Linked DNA regions of Cyprinus carpio: region 1 is linked to region 2. Evidence: chromatin contacts called from public Hi-C data. All regions are on one chromosome and are shown on one strand. The core of a region is the stretch at or near the end of the contact, and the rest is flanking DNA. Distances in the headings are between cores, read along the strand shown. Region 1 overlaps LOC122134016 (von Willebrand factor A domain-containing protein 8-like). Region 2 holds the start of LOC122146079 (regulator of cell cycle RGCC-like).

What was found. Hi-C and Micro-C count contacts between places; a contact is called where the count stands out from the background.
Region 1: a contact with region 2 is called in a Hi-C map of skeletal muscle, with 2.6 times the contacts expected there. The contact joins the enhancer-like site here to the promoter of LOC122146079 in region 2. A contact is called at or near these places in 7 of 8 Hi-C or Micro-C datasets (liver, red blood cells and skeletal muscle).

The regions. Positions count from the first base shown.
Region 1 is chrA9:6,370,222-6,372,921 of ASM1834038v1, forward strand. All of the region lies in intron 15 of LOC122134016 (von Willebrand factor A domain-containing protein 8-like), which reads right to left. Among protein-coding and RNA genes, the nearest start is that of LOC122134016, 26 kb to the right of the region's middle. Within about 2 kb of position 1,315, at least 1 of the 8 cell types and tissues checked has an H3K27ac peak or open chromatin away from gene starts, as enhancers often do. A contact at or near this core is called in skeletal muscle, where this site is marked.
Region 2 is chrA9:6,334,273-6,337,033 of ASM1834038v1, forward strand. LOC122146079 (regulator of cell cycle RGCC-like) reads left to right here and starts at 1,264. Exons shown (of 5, transcript XM_042763281.1): 1 at 1,264-1,418; 2 at 1,526-1,699. The coding sequence starts at 1,385.

The DNA.
Region 1 (2,700 bases), core at 65-2,564, 36 kb after region 2:
CAACAACAACATTAACCAGCATCCGGTAAATAAAAAAAATATGATATTTTTTAGTAAGTTTTTTGTATTGATTGTTTTTTTTTTTTTCTATTTTTTTCAATTTCATATTGTTATGATTGAATTCATTATTAATATTTCTTAACCTCAATTCACTGACCTCATGCAGTTTCCTCAGAACCTCCAGGGGTTCGCAAACCCAGTTTGACATAAATATTTTCATGTTATGACCAATAATGGTTGATATTAAAATGATCTGAAATTATAAATAAAAATAAAACACAAACTTAAATCTGAAATCAATCCGTTTCAATCTAAATGTAAAAATAGTGGAAATGAGCATGCACAACTAGCTTCTCAAAATCTGAAAATATGGTAGTGATATATTGTGCATCCCTTCTTGTAATCTCAACTAAAACAATTATTAATTTTTTTTATTGAAAAATACCTGACTCTTTAGTATATGCAGTATATACTGTAGTGATATTTGCCTTTGTAAACACCATTACTAGAAGTCCTCAAGTTAATATAACAGCATGTGGTCTCAGAGTATTAATGAGTGCATATACCACACACTACAGCACAACCTGCTGCTAACACTTATCTGTCAGAGAGCCAGCTGTGGAAAAACATATGCTATGATGAGCAGTGATTTGACACATCTGAATCTTAATAGTGTTAAATAAGTCCCCTCTAAAATGTACCTGCATATGTTTTCCTCCTAAAAACTATTAAAAATAAGTAAATAAATATTCAGAAATATTGATTTATTTAATATTTATTTACTTTTGGAAAAATAGTGCAAAGAAAAATAATTAGTTTTGTGCTCCAAAAATAAAATAATAATAATAATGTTTGTAGTTGGAAACTGGATAGAAAAGCAAAAGCAGTCCAGAACGAATGTGAACCTCATTATTGTTTAAAAAGCATACCAAGATGCACCTCACAAATTTGGTTGAAAATTCTACTATTACACTCAAGATGTTGAAAATAATAACAACATTACAGAATGAGTAGATGTTTCTAAACTCTGACTGTTAGTGTATGTGTCAGCACCTTTACAGAAGCAAATGAACAGGCAGTGGCCAGATTGCTATCTGGAAAAGGCCCAAGTGGTGAACAAAGGGTGAGGTGGAGGTTAAGTTCTTCTCAGGACAGAACCTGTGCAGAGCGATGCCAGTGCGCTCATCTGGACCACACACAGGCCTGTGTGGCTGCCAGCTCTCTTTACAGCACTATCATAGGTGAAAGCAGATGATTTAGAGGAGCGGACTATGAAAGACAGACAGAGATAATCCTTGTCACCATGTTTTCACATAAACATGTGTCTTTGAGCATAGCTCCCCACACGGGCTGCTAAAGAGGAACCTGATCCTCCCAGCGGCTGGAGCTGGCGCTCTGTTCACACAGCACAGGGAATCCAACCAAGCACTCAGCTCAGAGAGCGCACAGATCTCAGATCAGATCGGGCCGCCGCTGCTTGCTTTGTACAACATGGACGAGGAAACCAGCTAGTCTTCAATCAACATTTTCTGAGAAACTCCACCCATGTTCCAGTGCTCTGTCCACCCACACCCAAACAAAAAAGATCAGACGCGCTACCGGACATCCTTCCATACAGAATGACGACCGCCTGGGTCCATATCGACAGACCAATCGGAGAACAGGGCGCCTAATAATAATAACAGCACATGTTCTTTTGGAGTAACAGGATATTGACTCTCGTGAGTTGGCTGAAAAGCTAAAGGAAAACTATTTGTGGGGTTGTGTGTGTCTTCATGTCTGCACATGGACACTAGAGCTTGCACGAATACTCATTGAGACTAATTACATATTACATATATATATATATATATATTTATATATATATATATATATATATATATATATATATATATATACACACAATGCCTCCATAAGTATTGGAACAGTAAAGACAAAATTGCTTTGTCTGCTGTAGAGTCAAGACATCTGCAAATATGATTAAAAGATGAATATGAGACAAAATTGAATGTCACATTTTATTATTAGCTGTTTCAACACATTCATGTTTTACCAAATAAAAACGACAGCAATTTGAGTTTCATTCCCCTTATTTGATGTGAGCATAAGTATTGGGACAGCTGAACTTTTTTTTTTTTTTTTAAAGTTTAAAAGCTAATATTTAGTTGTGAATCCCTTGCATGCAATCACAGCAGTGAGTCTGCCACCCACAGACATCACCAGATTCTTGGTTTCATCCATTGAAGTGCTTTGAAGCCTTTAGTCTCCTCTTTAGCTGGTGAAATTCATGTTCAATAAGATTTTAATCTGAAGACTGATTTGGGCAATCTAAGACCTTCCATTTCTTTGCCCTGATAAACTCCTTGACTGAACTGGCAGGGTGTTTTAGGTCATTGTCCTGATCCAATATGAAGCACTTTCTGATGAGTCTTGTGGCATTTTCTTGAACATTGGTAGCCAAGATGTTTTTGTACACTTCTGCATTCATTCTGCTATCACCACCATTCGTTAAGTCATGTCCACGCCATGACACCACCTCCACCATGCTTCACAGATGAGGTTGAATGCTTAGGATCATTTGCAGTTCCTTTTTTTCTCCACACTTTTGCTTTCCCATTACTGAGATAATAGATAATCTTTGTCTCATCTGTCCATGAAACTCTGTTCCAAAACTCTACTGGCTCACCTTAGTACTTTTTT
Region 2 (2,761 bases), core at 14-2,513:
ATCCTTGTGAACCGAACAGATCTCGGGTAGTAAGTGTCGTCTTTGACTCCTTCCATGTCCACTTAAACCCTAAAGTCAGCAGGCAAGTGCAGCTGCAAACACATGTCTTGATTTACCATGTGTCTACCTGTTAACTCCAACACCAGAGGTGTGAAGAATTCTTTTGCAAGTGATAAATCCCACAGTCCCACTAAAAATAACAAAAAAGCAGGATTTAGCTGTATACGATTAAGCAGTTAGGCCTCAAAAGTATTATCTGGCCTTATGAAATTGCCTGTGCTGACAGTATGAAATGTTTTCCTGTCACATTCAGCATAGTAGTCAAAGATTGTACAGATTTCTTAAGCATAAACTGACATTTAAAGTTCTAATCTGTCTGGATGTTATGAACTGGACTCTTCTGAAATCAATAACAAATTCTTCATCTGAACACACTCGACCAATAAAATGGTTCTACTGTATATCTGAATCCAATTTCTTTGCCACGAATAAATAGCATGACTGCACATACATTTAGTCACCACCAGATGTCTGCAGGATCTTGGACCAGATCAGTTTTGAGAATCTGTGAATAAAAAAAGTAAAAGGATCGGCATCGATTAGACATGACACAGAAAATGGAAATACTTCGAATTTAACACCAAAATAAGAAAAAGAAAAAAAAAAAGAAAAAGATTAGGTTATACAGACATAAAGCATTGTGTTTTACATCCAGTTATGTTATTACATCCAAACCATCATCCTAACCTTTGACCTTTAATCCTGTATGACTTTCCTCTTTATATGTAATCGCATTTATGTTGATGAAAACACACAGTACATTCAAAATATGAAAATAATTGGTGAAGCACCAAGTACTTCTGGGGTATTTATTATCACATTTATATCTTACATTGCAAAATACATTATTTTGGGGAAAAATAAAGGGGAAAGGAGAAAATAATAATTATACTATATACACTCCTGAAGGCTTTTTGAACCGCAGTGCATCTTCAGATATATGTTCATGTCGGATGACATCACACACAGTAAGCCATTTCTCCTGTAACTTTATTATTTAAAAGTCATCGCAGTGTATGTTATTTGAAGTCATCGCACAAGGGTGCCCATGATGGAGTCACGGTTAAAAATAAAGCAGTACTGATGTAGCTGTTTACAAACACATAGTTCACGGAGCAATATAACTCACGCGGAGGGCTAAACCAGGCGCGAGCGTCTCATTGGCGGCGCGTTTCCCACGTGCACGCCTCCCCTCAGCGCCGGGCGATATTTAAAACGACCCCCCGGGCGCAGTGCGCGCGCTTAAGAAACACAGCCCGTGCAGTAACAGGAGAGCTGTCTTACATCGGATATTTCGGAGTTTAACACACAAGGACTGCAGAAGATGAAGTCTCCAAAGATGAAGTCACAGAGCAAATGTAAGTCAAGTATTTTCAATGCAGTTCAGCGCGGCTCGTTAAACGTGCTGTTACACTGAGGAGATAGTTTGTTGCTGTATGGCACTTATTCTGCTCCTGCTTTCCAGCGTTTCTTGAGGACGTTGACGATCTGAACGCCGTGTTGTGTGAATTCGACGCTGTCATTGAGGATTTCTCGTCCCCCGTGGAGAAGCGACACTTCAGATATGATGAGCACTTGAAGACCATGAAGAGACGCAGCAGCGCGAGCGTCAGCGACAGCGGCATCAGCGACTCCGAGAGTGAGTGCGCGTGAGGGCTTGGGGCGCTTTATTATTCCAGAAGCATGATAGGAGCGCGTTATCACGACTGAAGTCCCGTTACAGTGCATAATCTTATCTAATCTAACTTGAGCCTGCACACAAGCACAGAGAACAGCCGGGTTTCATGAAACGTCTTTTAAAAGACCTTGAAACTTTTCTGATAGCCTGTCACTAGTAGTCAGTTGTAATAGCTCTTCACAAGTTCACAGTACGTTCATTCCTACAACTGGAGGCTGTGAAGCAGCAGAGAGTTCAGTCAGACACCCAGAGACAGTCTGGATCTGATCACAGCGTGAAGGTTTAACTCTCCAGCCAATAACAGACAACCAGAGCCTTTCTCGGACGTTCTGTGGAGACTTTAGGGTTTCAGTTTCAACGTAAACATTGCTTTTTTTCTTAACCTGAATCCTATTATATCCAACCCTCCTTTGTGTTGAAGTACTGATGGGATGCATGCAGAATCTGAGGAAGGATTGCACCATGAGTGGATGTGAAAGGGTTGTGTTTGATTGCTCTTAAATGCATAGGAAGGTTCACTTTTCTCTTTTGCTCTAGAAGCGTTCTCGTGTTTAATGGTTAAGCACCAAGTGATCACTTTACCCCACCCTTTTCCTTCTGGAACAAACTCTGAGCTTGCATAATAAACCATCCTGTGGTGTCCTGTAGTCGCCCTCATGGATCTGTGCAACTGCATTTTGGATCCCATCAAGCCATTTTGACATGTGCCATTGATCTGGATCAGTACTTTTTTAAGCGGTTTTGCTTCTGGACTTTACACTGGACAAAACATCAGCAAAGGAAGCGTTTTCTCCTTCCTTCTCAAGCATATCCTTGAGAAAAAGAGAGTACACTTTTGCATTCTTTTAAAAAAAGTATTTATTACATAAACAATACGCTTTAAAAAGAATATACTTAAGTGCGAACTGAATGTAATGTTTTCAGACCCACAAATACATGGCAATTGCAATTAAAAGAAATTGTATTGTAGATTAAATTTATATTTAATGCAGTTAGTTGAATATATTTTTAATTACACATGTG